2 separate regions of the Rattus norvegicus genome follow, and region 1 is linked to region 2. A link is a contact called in public Hi-C data. All regions are on one chromosome and are shown on one strand. Each heading gives the region's core, a stretch centred on a gene start, on an enhancer-like site or on the middle of the called end of the contact. The rest is flanking DNA. Distances are from core to core; before and after follow the strand shown. Region 1 holds the start of Ptprs (protein tyrosine phosphatase, receptor type, S). Region 2 overlaps Kdm4b (lysine demethylase 4B).

Region 1 (7,414 bases), core at 409-2,908, 110 kb before region 2:
GACCAGTGTATTCGAGGGCCCTGGGGGCAGGCAGCAACCTATGTAGGAGGAGTAGGGATGAGGGAGGAGCAGGAGGTGGCTTCTGTGGCTGGAGCAGAGGCAGCGGCAGCCCTTCGCTGCTGAACACATAGCCGGCTTTGGGTTGATGTATTGTTGCCTGTCTATGTCCTGTCAGCTGCAGGCTGATTGCTGTTTGTTACTTCTGTGTAAATGGCATTTAACACAGTCCGGATCAGGCGGTGGATGAATGGCCACAGGAAGCTTCCAGACTCTCAGACCCGCCATGGTTTACATTTTCCCCTTCGCTGCTCATGCGGACCCGGGGGGCACAAGCGGTTACTCAGTTCGGACAAACAGGACAAGGGCTGGTTCCCTTCCTGATGGACGCCACTCTGCTCTGGCATAGCCAGCCCTGCGAGCACCCAGCTCCATAGCATGTGAGTACACACTGCGTGTAGTCACATGAGTACACACTGCGTGTAGTCAACAAGGCCACACACCTGCAGGGAGTATGCAAGGGCGCAGCACCTGTGTGCAACACCAGGCATCTGCACGGAGCACCCAAACTTCAAGTACCTGCTGTGCACAAGCAGCTACACTGAGGGCCTCTGAACACTATGCAAAGCACCTACTATGTGCTCTAGTCTCAACTAGCACTTGGTGTATGGATCACACACGCCAATCAGGGTCACCCTAGCCAAGCAAGAGGACAAAGCCAGCTCTGCTAACCTGGCCACGGTGTCAGCACTGGGAAGCCCTGTTCTTAATTTAGGCTCCTCATCAATTATTCATGATGCTCTTCCCCATTTATGACCCAGTCCTTCCGAGAGGACTCTTCCCAGATTGTAAAATAAAATCGTTTCAGTGTCTGAGGCAGGGTCTCAGTGTGCAGCCCACGCTGGACTCACACTGGCAGCAATCCTCCTGTTGCTGTCTGAAAGTCATGCGACCCCGTGCCCAGAGACAACTCTTTTCTTTAAGGTTCTCTTCCGTCTTTTACTGCTTTTTTTGGTTTGGCATGTCTAGTAACTCCGTGGATATGGGTGTGAGCATGCATGTGGAGGTCAGCGCCAACCACAAGAGTCAGATCCCTCCTTCCACTGTGAGACTTTAGGGATTGAAGTTAGGTTCTCAGGCTTGGGCAGCAAACACCTATATGTACCTAGCCATTTTGAGCCCCTCCCTACTTTTTTTTAATGCCAGGGTCATCCTGCTGTTTCCAAGCTCGAATTCATTGTTATCCCAGGCTGTTCAAAAAAATGACAGACTCTTCAGCCAGAAGCAAGGCGGGTTTGATGGAAAAGATTTTAGGGAAAGGATAGTTTGGCCAAAGGAAGCAGAGTGGGGAGTCAGAGACAGGAAGATCAGGTCGTCCTTAGTTACACAGCAAGTGTAACTTGAGGCCAGCCTGGGCTACACCAGAACTTGAGTTTAAAGGAAATCCAGAGGAGACAGGTCGGGCCCACGTGTCCCACATCCCACGTGCTCCCGCAGCCTTCTACAGGCTGCGGGAGCACGTGACCCAGCAGCGCCGCCTCACTGGACAGGTCTCTGTGCGCGTGCGCAGTACTGTTTACGGCCAGGCCCCAGAGCCGCCGCGGCGGAAGGGGTGACGTCACCGGCTGGGGGCGCGGGAGCCGCAGTGGGTTTTTGCCCCGCCCGCCAGGCAGCTCCGGCCGTGCGCGCACGCCGAGCCGCCGGAGCCCGGGCCGACCCGGTGCCGGGAGCAGCATGCGGAGCCCGCAGGTACCGGGGTGCACGGGGCGCACGGGGCGCACGGGAGACACGGGAGCGGGGTGGGCGGCGCCGGCTTTGTGCTTCCAAGCTTCTCGGCCTTTGTGCTCCGAAGGGGGTCCGGGCTGCAGCCCTGATCGGATTCTGCAAGGAGAGGGATGTGGGGGACGTGGAGGGATGGAGCTGGAGGAATGGGGACCGCGAGAGATGTGAACCCGGAGGGACAGGGACTCAGAGAGACGGGAACCGGTAGAGACCCAGACCGGGAGGGATGAGGACGCGCGCGGGCAACTTGGCCCGTGCCCAGGGTTGCCAACTGCACCAACCGGGCGGGGACACAGTGTGCCGTGCACCGTGTCCGCGTCTGGAGCTGCAGACCGGGCCAGACACCTCAGCTCACCTGGGGCTTCGGCCCCACCCTTCTGCGGCCCAGGCGCCCCCCCAACCCCCGACCTCCCCCAGATCTGGAATTGGGACTTCTCATCCTCCAGTCCTCGCGGTGTAGGGGCCGTGGGGAATCCCGGGGAGCCAGCCTGCGGCCCTGAGGCCCCAGGTACACCCCAAGAGCCCCCCGACTGGCTGAGGGTGGTGACGTCACCGGGGGCGGGGACTGGGGTGCTGAAGGAAATGGGGTAAGGGAGCCGGTACCCCTGTTGCAATGCAAGCTGGGTCAGGGCCAAGTTATCCTTTCTTTGTGGAACCCCCTCACCCCCAATTCCCAGCACCACTATGAGCGAGGATCGTTTTGATTGCCACACCCCCAAATCTCGGTCCGTTAACCCCTCTCCCTGCTCTCAAATCTGTCTCCAGATGAGCCCCTGCAGCAAGCGTGAGCGCCCATCTTCCCGGTCATTCCCCATCTCATCCCTCCCTCCAGTAGAACCTCCTAATGGTCACTTCCCCGGGTGTCTCCTGGCTTGACAGGGGTTCCCTTACGCTCACTTTCCAACCTGAGCCAGGATGTTCCTCCCCCCAATAAACCGTCCTTGATGCTCATGGGGAGACCTCTGAGACGTTCCAAGCCAGATCGGACACTCGGGGACCCAAAGAGTCTGCTACAGAGTAAGGAGCATCCCGAGGGTGTTAGATTGTTGGACACACTCTCTGCACCTATGTTTCTGCACCTAGAACCTGGGTCCTGGTTTCTGTGCCCCTCGGGGGAGTGCTGCTGTCCCTACAGTGCAGAGAATGGCTGTCTGCTTGTCTGGGCTAGCCTGGGACCCTCCTACTTGGGCTCAGGCCCCTCTAACCAGCTGCTTACTCCTTCCATTATTAAAGGCCCCTGAGTCGGAGCTGCCATTTGCATAGACTCCCCTCCCCCTGCCCGGTCCTTTCTCTTTTCTTTGTGTCCCTCCCCCTGTCAATCTCCAGCTGCCTTCTGTCTCCGTCTCCGCTCTTGCCTTCTGCCAGCTGATTTTTTGGCGGCGGCAGGCGGCCAGCTGGAGTTGGGGGCGGCTTTCCGCCCCGGCCAACCCCAGAGTCCCCAGCTAGGGACAGTGGGGGGGGGACACACTTAGGTCCCAGATAATGTCCGTGCCTGACCTCCCGTCAGTCTCCCTGCCCATCGCGCCTGGGTCTCCAGAGACCCACAAAGTCCCGTCTTGTCCCCTTGGGGCCCCAGAGAGGATGGGGGGGACACACCCTCACCATGACATTGCATTTCTTCTTGGGGACCGCTCTCCCACCCCCCAATCCCTTGGAGAACCAGCCACCCGCTACTGAGATCGCTCTGAGCATCCTCCTAATTGGGCTCAGGGAGAACGAACCGTCGCGGGAGCCCGGGCCGCTTAGCGAGCTCTGCGGCCGGTATCGCGCCCTGGAGGGTGACATCGGTGTCCCCGGAGCCTTGGGGGGCTGTGGCCAGGTGCCAGTCCCCGGGGGCGGCGCCCGCAGGGTACAGAGCTGATGGCCGGGTGTGGCTAGGAAGGCTGTGCGGTCTGTCCGCGGACCCAATGGGATTGGGAACTCTTGGGTACGTGGCAGGTTCACAGAAGGGGACCCCGCATCCACAGTCCCCACACTGCAGCGTGGCCATGACTCTCCGCACACTGAATCAGTCTCAGAGCCTCTGGGGCTCTTGTCTCCACCCCAGGGAATCGGGGCGTCCCCGTGTCCCTCGTGTACTCGAATGCGGCCAAGTGCCTCTTGGTGACTCGGTTTCCCCTTCTGTGTTTACTCTGTGTGTCTCTCGGTGTCCGGATCTGTGGCTACGCTGATGTCCCCGTCGCGTGGCCCTGCCGCGCTAACCCCGCGCTCACCTGTTCCCTGTGTCTCAGCCGCTGGGTCAGGGGAAAGAGGGGCTGTCGGGAGAGTTCGGGGTTGGGGCGAGCCGGAGGAAAAGCCTAAAAATAGAGATATTTAAAAACCGGCCAGGTCTAGGGACATCTACCAGGGTTGAGCCCTGTCTGCCGCCCTGAGCCCCACTCGTCTGCGTTTTACTTAGCCGGAGGGGAGAGTCTTGGGGTCTGGTTGGGATAGTAGAACATTGCATCACTGTGGCTTTCTTTTGGGGGGTGTCCCTCAACCGAGGGTCTCTTAGGAGAGAGATGTACTCCTAAGATAGAACTGTTCCCCGTCTGTTGTGCATCCCAGGGCTCAGCTGCAGCCCTCTCTGGTCCAGCATTTGGACAAGGAAAAGCCACCAGGTCCCCGCCACTGACGTCCCAGAATCTGGAAGTCGCGGGAGGAGGAGGCCGCCCTTCCTCTGTCCTCTGTGGCGGTGCTGGGGTTTGTGGGGGAGGCTACATTTGGCCGACAGCCACATCGCGACTAAAATCCACCCGGAGGGTCCTCAACAAAGACCCGGGGCGCACGGACAGGGGCAGAGTCTCTCCAGAAATCAGGACAATGGGCTGTGGGGAGGGGCAGGACTGCTGGGGGAGCCGGGCTGCTGGGCGGGGAGGATGGGGTTGCTAGGGGGAAGATAGAGCAGCTGGGGAATGAGGACCACGGATTGGGGAATCTGCGTGTGAGGCGCAGGGAGCTTTTTGACCTTAGGGATTCGGAGCTGCGGTTTCCGAAGGGTAACCAGAGAGGGTGATTGGTTCTGACTGAGGTAGCACAGCACGGTAGTGATTTCAAGTCGCCACATCTTAATCTCCGCGTGACTTCCTTTTTTTCTTACATATATAAAAAGTAATAATCAAAATTCTTTTAACGGACACAAATGTGGTGGGGGGTGTCTCAGTGGCGATCTCCTTCGCGGCACGCGCGCCTTAGTGCTGGCGCCTCGAGGTGTGGGGTCGTGTCATCTTTCACGAGTTCAGGCGTTCAGGCGACGGTGGACTCCGCTTTAATTTAGTCTTTCTTCTTCCTTCTGAGCTGCCCCGCCCCCCTCCGCCTGGCCGAACTGTCGCCGGGGACTGACATTTCTCAGTGGGACTTGGAGTTTAGAACAAACCTGGGGTTCAGTCTCTCCCGTCCGTCCGTGCCCTGCACTCGGCCCTTACCCGAGTCCTTGGAGCTGACTCAAGCGTCCCCCTCTTTTGGAAGATCCCTTTTGCTTTTGGGTGACCTCACTGCTCCCCGGTGCTCTGCTGGGTTTCCAGACCTCGCTGTGTCTCCCTGCTACATAATCTGTCCCAGGCTGCCCAGGGGGAAGCCGCGTCGCGACCTCGCGCGCGGGACCGGATGTCACCTCCATGAGGTTGTCTCCCTGTGCGTCCCACGCCTGTGGGTGTTTAATCGAATTAAGCTGATAATTAACCCCGTGATTAGCAAATAAAAGGATGTGGGGTGAGGATGGCGCCGCTCTGACTTGGCGTGATGCGGGCTTAAATCAGAGGGAGGACTATAGAGGTCCGAGTGTTCGCATCACGAAGCCCGCGAGTGGCACTCTGGGAGTTAAAGAACCAAAGGTTCGGGGCTGGGGATTTAGCTCAGTGGTAGAGCGCTTACCTAGGAAGCGCAAGGCCCTGGGTTCGGTCCCCAGCTCCGAAAAAAAGAACCCAAAAAAAAAAAAAAAAAAAAAAAAGAACCAAAGGTTCAAATCCCGCATCTTTCGGCTTGCTGACTGTGTGACCTTAGGGACCTCTCTGTGCTGATGTATTTTCTCCTCCTCTGTGAATAAAAGGGACAGTACTCACCCCAGGGGTTGTCAGGGAATGTATACATCGGGCACTCAGCAGTGTTAGGACCCCAGGTGCCATGCTGCCTTGAGGTTTGTTACTCACTTCCTAGTGAGTCCGTGCTCCTTGGCATCCCCCAGCCTCATCCACAGCCCCCTCCAGTGCGACGGATGACTCAGCGATGCAAACTGGGGCGTAGTTCCCCGCCGCTGGCTGCCTAACCAGGCTGCCCCACTTTTGCGGGACCGTGGGGGGCCCAAGGTGGGTAGGAATGACCGCTTAGGGACTCTGGGACTTCCAGCTCTCTAGATGGGAGAGTCAGCTGCGTGAGGGGGGGTCAACGAAAGGGCTCAGCGGGTAAGTGTTTGTGGCCACAAGCTGGAAGCTAGAACCGCCATGTCGCTAAAATGGATAAAACAAAACATTGGTTTTAAAAAGTTCAAAGAGGGGGTTGGGGATTTAGCTCAGTGGTAGAGTGCTAGGCAAGCGCAAGGCCCTGGGTTCTGTCCCCAGCTTCGGGGGGGGGGGGGGGAAGAAAAGAAAAAAAAAAGTTCAAAGAGGAAACACTCGGCGGGTTTCCCAGAATTCTCCAGCGTTAGCAGGGATATCGGATATGAGGAAAGGGTCCAGGATGGCCCAGAGAGGGAGAGGATGTTACAAAGGCCACACGGCACAATGTGGAATCAGCTGGGCCCGTGCAGTAGTGGAGGTCAAGAACCTCCCAGTAGTCAAAAGGGGGAAACGGAGTCAGGAAGCCACAGAAAGAGCAGCTTCTCTGTGGCCGGTGACATTCCAGCACTCAGGAGGTGGAGGCAGAAGGATCAGGAGTTCAAGGTTATCCAGGGCTGGTGGGGAGGGGGAAGGTCACACCCCCCATTGGCATGAAATGGGCATTTTACCCCAGCCCCTGGGTCTCTGGCTTCCAGGAACCTAGTGGAATGAACAAAAACCTCTTAAGTCAAGAGGCGGCCCCCCCACTCCTCAGCCTCACCCTCCACATCTCTACAGGAGTCACACATGTCCCTCAGTTTCCTCAGCTGTCAATGCATTGTGTCTACCTTACCCCAGGGATCCTTCACTGACTGGGGGACAGCTGGTGATGAATGTGTGGGGGTGCCAGGAGCCTGTGCTACCCGGTCCTTAACATTCGGGTGAGCTCTGGTACTGAGGCCACAGAGAGATAAGGCCCTGCCCAGAAAGGGTTAGCAACTTTTCCATGGTCACATAGCTGGCAGAACCATCAACCCTGTGACTAAAAGGACAGAGCCGAGCACGCAGGGAGCCATGGGTACCACGTGGAGAAACTGAGGCACAAGGACGGGGAGAGTATTGGAAGGCTGAGGCCTCTGAGATTTGGGAAGCCATATGATGCTGCTGAGCTCACAGAGACCTCTTTCCTCTTTGGACAAGAGCTCCGTAGTTGGGTTTTGTTCCCTGTTAGCTGTGTGATCTTGGAACAGTTGCTAAGTGTCTCTGATCAGCATGCTTTCCCAGCAGCTGGGCTTCCCAGGGGCATTGGTCTGGGTTGTCATCATCCAGTTGCCCTTCTGGTCTTGGCCAGTGAAAGCAGGTGCAGGGGGATTGCTGTGTGGCCTTAGGTGCACATGTGACCT
Region 2 (7,040 bases), core at 1,008-3,507:
GGGGCTTCCAGTGAGGAACCACCAGGCCTGGCTGGCACCGAGTGAGGCCTGCCCATTTCCAGCAGGGAATCCCCGTCTCTTATCGCATGTGCAGGTGGAACAGACAATACAAGCTGTAGCAAAGATAGCAACAGCCAGAATGCGGGAGGTGCTCCCAGGACAGAGACTACTAAATCACTAGCTTTATCGTTAATGGATCGTTTTCTGGGACAATAGGCAGTAGAATTTGGTGTCACACACCAGCAGTGTCAATGGTTTCTAGTAATGACATTTTTATTGAAACACACAGGGAATCAAGAGAGCTAGCTTGAAGAACACAGAGACTTGGAGATAGAGGAGGAACAACCACCCACAGGGAAGCTGGTGCTATGGGAGACAGCAGTGTCTGGGTGGCCAGGGAGGGGTGGATAGATATGTGTGACTGTCATGTCTCCCTTAGGACCCAGAGAGGAGGTTGGACACTGGCACATTTGTGTCCAACAATCTCAGATAAGGCAGAGAGAGTCTGCATGCTCAGCTGAGGTGGAGGCCCCAACCCACCCCAACTCCACCCCTGTGGATTTTTAGTGAAGGACAAACACCAAAACCTATACAGTGACCTGTGGGCCTGGGTTGAATGACACCTACCCTGAACTGCCCAAAGCCTGGGAAATGTTCCCAGGAGACAGTCTGAGAGGCAGGTCCTGGTGACAGTGCAGAGCTAATAAGGGCCTAGTGGTGTCTGCATGGTCAAGGTACAGAAAAGGCACCATTTTGGATTTGGACTATGGACATGCTGAGGCTTCCAGGACCCTGGACCATGTCTCAGATAACCAGGAGCCCTGTACACAGCCATCAGCCCAGACTCAGTCTGATGCAATAACCCTATCCCAGCAGTCTCCTAAGCCAGGGTCAGGACTCAGCCCAATCACTGTGTTCAAATATTGAAAACAAAAGATTAAGGACAGATCCTCTGGGAACAAGGAGGGGGGCTGCTAAGGATGAAGAGGGTGTGGGTGGAGACAGCAGACACTCCTAGGACCTGTGTGCTATACAGTGTAGCCTGCATGATAGGCAGCATGGACAGCAGGCCTGTAGTCATCCAGGTCTCTCTGGGGTGAATCCAGTGCAGACCCAAACTGGCCTGGGCACACTGTTGACACCACAAATGGGCCTGGTGCCCTGCTTTCTTTACAGCCACAGGACCAGCTTTGTAGATGCATAGCCCCACTGAAGCCCCACTTAACACCCAGCCATGAAGCCTCTGGAGGGGCTGATCCACACACCTAACCTGCTCCAGCTAGACTAGGGTCATTCCTAGCATAAAGACCCTACAGTCTCCTGCACCTGAGCTGTGTGGAATGTCATAGTACCAACCCTAAAGATGCTGAAATAGTACAGGGCCATTTGTTGCTGCTTGTCCTAGTCAGAGAGATTGAGGACAACCTAGTAGTACCACAGCCACTGATGTAAACAGTATGTAATAACACTGTGAACATCTGTGGGTTCCAGAGCCTCCCCACACACTGAGAAGCCTTCCTGTGTGCCTACTGTGGGGGCTCCTCAATTCCTGACCCAATCTCATCTTTCAGCAGAGCCCCAGTTTCCACTGTACCTTAGGGCATCCAAGGTCTAGAGTTTATACTCTGAGCGGTTTCAGGAGTAAAACCCCCAGTATTTATAGGTGCTGGCAGATAGAGAGTGGCCTGACTACCTCAAGCCAGGGTCAAACCTCATGCCCACAGGCAAGTGAGTTAGCTGACATTCGCCCCTGACAACTCTGCAGGGACACATGTGGAGAGCAGGCTGTAGCAGCATTAGAGTTGTGGGCCGGCCTGATGGCCAGTGTTGGCCACCCATCCCCCATTACCAGCCTGGAGCTAACGCTGGATCAATGGTGCTGACCCACACTTGGGAAACAGGAGCTGGCAGGAACAAAAGCCCTTCCAAGCTCTCTTAGAAGCAAGTTTTCTGAAAGGCTCACAGCCACCAGAAGGAGGTGTGATGGGGGCAGGTCCTACATAATGGCCTCTGCATGGACATCCCAATGATCACCCTGATATAGCCCTGCAAAGGTGAATTCCCAGCAGGAAGTATGCCAATTTCACTTCCCGACAGAGCCAGTTCTTACACGTGGTTGGAAACAAGACAGAAAGGGCGCTTCCCAGGCTATGCTAGTTTAAGGACTATAGGGGCAGCGCAAGTCCTCAAAACCGGAGCAGAAGGGCTGCTGCAGAGCACTGCAGAACATAGCACACATGGAAAGTGCACGTGTGCACACAGCTAGGCCCCCAGACAATACATCCTTTGTCCCACAGGAAGAAATAGGGGGTTCCATGGCATATCTGAAGCCTGTAAAAAATTCAGTGGCTTGGGCTAGATAGATGGCCTAGTAGTTAAGAGCACTGGCTACTCTCCCAAAGTCCCTAGATTCAATTCTCAGCACCCATATGATAGCTCACTCTAGTTCCAGGGGATCAAACTGACATACATGCAGGCAAAACACCAATGCACATAAAACAAAAATAAGTAAGTTTATTATTAGAAGCTCACTGGGGTGAACCTGGCCTCACTTGGAGACGGCCTCTCCAAGGTCAGGGCTGCAGAGAGCAATGGTGTTCCCATGCAGCCTGAAGGCCCAAAGGGCTCACACACTCCACTTCTGAGCCACAGAGCCCAAGGCACACAGATACCACAGAGCCCACACTCCATCTGTGATTCCTCTCCAGGAAGAAGGAAAGAAACCGGGTGCCCTGACAAAGAGACAGTGTTGGGTCCAGCTGCCAGCCTAGCACAGGGTCACCCTGCTCCTTCCTCTCTTCACTTTTCTGATAATTAAAACATTTCATTTTAGAGTTCATTTCACCTCAGAGTGCAGTGGGGGCCGGGGAGGGGGGAGCAGTAAAGAATGCCCTGTGGGGAAAGGACACCCAGCAGATGACCTGAGCCACACAATCAAGGTCAACATCAACAGGGTCAGTCTGTGATGGAGTGACCACAAGACACCATACTCCACACTGGACAGCAGGCTGCCCAGAGAAGCTGGGAGGACTGTGTAGGACACTGAAGATTCTGCATAGGGAATGGTCCACTCGTGGAAAAGCTGCAGTACAGGCTCACCACAGACAGATCTACCTGCACTATCAGGCCAAAGAGGCAGGAACAGAAAGAGGGAGGAAGAGGACGGGGCAGGTAGGAGGGAGACAGAAAGAGGGAGGGAGAGGACAGAGAAAGAAGGGGACAGAGAGAGGGAGGAAAAGGGTGGAAGGGAGAGGAATTTCCAACTAAAAAGTAGGCCATATAAAAGCCCACAGCTCACCAGTTTGCTCAAGAGCCCAGCTCAGTTCTAATTCCCCATATCTGTGGGAGATGGAGAGGAGCCTCTCATAACCTGCTGCAGGTTAACAGTCCTGTTCTAGGCAAAGAATATAGACAGCTTCCTGCTCACCACTGCTTACAGAGCTCTGCAGCCTAGAAGCAAACTCTAAGACAGAAAGGCAGGGGACAGAGTCAGTTGGGACCCTGAATGAGCCCCAACATACATACACATGGTGTCCTGGCTGCTCTGACCCTCGGATCCTGGGGACACAGCCGCGAGCGAGGCAAGGCTCGCCACAGCTGCATCTTTGGCAGGCCCGGCTGTGGAAAGGATGGAGCAGGATGGCTCATCGAGCTAATGGGCACAGGCGGTGACTCAGAGCTACACCCTGCCGTGTGCACCAGATTCCCTAAAATTGCCTGTCATCATCAGAGTATCACAGTGGCTAATGCACAGGGGCTCATCTTGCTGTGCCAGGGGCCCAATGTCCCAGTTCAAGTTGAGGCATGTCACAAGCCTCAGTTAATTATCTGACTCCAGAGGTGCCTGAGATGCTGAGATGTACAGCATAATCTCAACAAGCAGAAGCCAAAGCCATGGCATTGGGGGAACAGAGCAGCTGGGGTAAGAGTGAGGCCAAGGTCCAAAAAGAAGGGAGCAAAGGGCACTGGGCCAGGGATAACACAATTGTCCCTTGCTAGCTTCTGTGTGTCTGGATCACATGGTTGCACTGGCTGGGGTGCCAAGCCCCACAGGGTAGAACTTTATTCCAGCTGGAGGGGTCTCAATCACCTTTCCTAGCAGTCATGAGGGAGGGACACTCAGCAGCCTGTGGACTGATGTTTTACTTCACAGCTTGCAGCATCAGAGACAACACAGGTCAGGGAACATGGAGTGTGTTGCGTCTTTGGGACAGAGAGGCCAAGGACACCATCGAGATGTAGACTGAGTAGAAAAAGATCCCTTCCTACCACAGTCACACTTGGTACACTAACAACACAGCCACAGAACCTGCTGTTAGGCTCTACCAAGCACAGGCAGTTACCTGGGACAAAATGTCATCCATAGAAGAGGTTCCTTCTGCAGAGAGCTCTGCCCCCTCATAAAACTCCTAGGACAGCTGAGGACAAGCACCATGGTCAGGTGCTCTAGAGAGGGCAGAGCAGGCAGAGTAGGGACCAGGAAGGAGCCCCCCACCCTTCATAGTAACTGGTTTCAGGTCAAAGCTGGGACAGCAGCAGCTCACAGACTTCCATGAGTCTGTGCAACTCAGACATGGTGGGGCACCTGCTCCTCTAAATACTGCTGTGCATACCTGGCAAGTGGAAAGCATCTACCTCCCAAGTGTCTGTCACACAATGGCGACTGGACAAGGGAGGGAGGGGCTTGGCAATGTGAATAGGAGACAATCACAATCAGAATAGGAGACAATCATTACAAACTGCGCTGCCTCCTGCTGGCTTCATCATCAGGGGATCTGGTGGCCCAGCTGACAGCTGGAAGGAGCCACCCTCACAGGTGCAGAGTTAGGGTAGGGCACAGGGACCATCTTTGCTCCCTCAGTATGGGGGCTGTGAGGCACTCAGGAGCCAGTATCACACCAGCAGACAGAGATCCAAGTCAGGGCAGTAATCTAGCAGATCCAGCTGTCCTTTAGGGCCTTAGAGGGCAACTGATGTGGGCTACCTTCCCCAGGCTAGGCTAAAGTGTCGCCACAGGAGATTACACAGGGAGGAGGGGGAGGCGCTACTAAGAGACTTGCAAGTACTGGTCTCCTCCTCCTTTCCCATACAAGGCACTGTCCTTGGAGGCATCACAACACCTGCACAGTGTGCTCACTCCTCCAGAGACCCCAGTGCAAGAACAGCTTTCTATACAGAACATGAGAGCCCACCTCTCCTTCAAGTGCCACCTGCCAGGGCAGCTCCTAAAGGACTTGGCAGAGCCTGCCCAGGGCAGCACACACCCCCATCTTCAAAGTCCTTGACTCCCAAATCACACCAGCCAAAGCAGTAACAGATGCAGAGACCCTTCAGAAAATGCTGGAACCTGCAGATATCCTTATAAACCTAAAACCCAGAATGGTGTTGAACTAAAACACAAAACAGACTGCACTAGAGGAACTGATGGAAGAGGGGTTGCAACTGTTTCCTCTGAGCGTGAAGCATTCCATTTTACAGGGATGCTCTTTAAATAAGGTAAGCAACTCAAAACAGCTTCTGAAAGTCCCTGAAACCAACCCTGCCAGAGTGAGCAATAAAACCTGAGCTCAGGAAGCCAATCTGCCTAGAAAATGCTCAGACCACCTGAGGCACTGCAAAGGAGGGCTGCATCCTGACACCCTGCCTACAGGCTGTGCGGTGAGCATCAGGTTCCCAGCTTTCTGAGCAGTCACTCATGCCTTGGTGATGCAGCTGTCTCTGAGTCATTTCTGCTCCTGTATGTGACCCCTCACCCATATGCCTGTCAGTGACCCCAATAAAACTCATGGCACCAGGCTGGACTTTGGTGGTGTCCATACTAGGAACTGTCTGTGATAGGCTCTGTTAGCATTCTTTCTAGGATCTGCCCAACAGTTAACCTGGCAACAGTCAAATAGGCCTGGCTTTATATAAAAGGGGCTGTTTAGCCCCTTCTTGCTCTCTCTGTCCCTTCTCTCTCTAACTATCTTCTCTCCCTGACCCCTTTCTTTCTCGCTCCCTGTGTTCCTGGCTAGCCTCTTCTTCTTCTCCTTTTCCTTCTCCTCCTTCTCCTCCTCCTCCTTCCTTCCCCCTCCCTCCCCCCCTGCCTTTCTCAGTCTCTACTCCCTTCTCAACCCCCCTTCCCACATCCTAAATAAACTCTGTTCTACACTATACCTATATGGTACCTCAGGGGTAGGAGATGTCTCAGTATGGGTCCACAAGAGGCAACCCCTCCCACCTCACCATACTATGCTCTACCAAACATATCTTAGCCCTCCCTTTTTTATAAAACACAACAGGCTCCCTACCTAGGGATGAGGGATGGGGGGCGGGGGGGCAGACAGACAGACAGAGACAGAGATAGTTGTATCTCTCCAGGAATGTTCTCCACACAACAGAAATACTCAGCTTAAAACTCCCCAGGTTTAAGCACATCCAGGGAGCAGCACCCACATATCCAAAAGCAAGAATGTGGCATTGACTCCTTTCAGGTCCCTGGTAAAGCTGGGGACACAAGCATAAATGAACCCAAAGCCTAGCCAGAAGAACCCAGGTCAAGCACACACCTGATTAGTGTGTCCCCAAGGATATACAGGCCCTTTCCTGTCACAGCTTCAGCTGTCAATGTGACACAAGCCTGGTGCCACTGGAAAGAGCCATCCTCAAGTAAGGAAATGTTTTTGTCAGACTGGCCTGTAGGGCAGTGCTTTATGATTGACATGGGAGTGCCCAGCTCTGGGGCGGGGGGGGGGGGGGGGAGTGAGGTAACATTGTGGTGGAGCTGAACAGGTGGTCCTGGGTTCTTTAAAAAAGCAGGCTGGGCAGGCTGTGGGACGCAGCCAGGAAGCAGCACCCTGCTTCAGCGCCTACCCACAGGAATGCATAAGCCAAGCCTTCTCCAAGTTGCTTTGGGTCATGGTGCTTACTACAGCAACAGAAAGCACAACAAGACCCTCCTAATGTGGAGAGCCAGAAAGAGCTGATGCTCACAGTGGAAAGCCCTGTTTATGAGACAACAGGTCTCCCTCACCAAGGCCGGCTGGCTCTGCCGAGGCTTG

Evidence for each region. Hi-C and Micro-C count contacts between places; a contact is called where the count stands out from the background.
Region 1: a Hi-C map of Schwann cells shows a contact between it and region 2, with 5 times the contacts expected there. The contact joins the promoter of Ptprs here to the enhancer-like site in region 2. A contact is called at or near these places in 7 of 12 Hi-C or Micro-C datasets (the Rat2 cell line, Schwann cells, frontal cortex and 4 more) and 1 of 1 datasets of contacts at active chromatin or transcription factors (oligodendrocytes).

What each region holds. Positions count from the first base shown.
Region 1 is chr9:1,388,335-1,395,748 of GRCr8, reverse strand. It overlaps Ptprs (protein tyrosine phosphatase, receptor type, S), which reads left to right and starts at 1,658. Exons shown (of 34, transcript NM_019140.3): 1 at 1,658-1,746.
Region 2 is chr9:1,277,423-1,284,462 of GRCr8, reverse strand. The region is part of intron 5 of Kdm4b (lysine demethylase 4B); the gene reads right to left. Among named protein-coding and RNA genes, the nearest start is that of Trnak-cuu11, 17 kb to the left of the region's middle. Within about 2 kb of position 2,257, at least 18 of the 93 cell types and tissues checked have an H3K27ac peak or open chromatin away from gene starts, as enhancers often do. A contact at or near this core is called in Schwann cells, where this site is marked.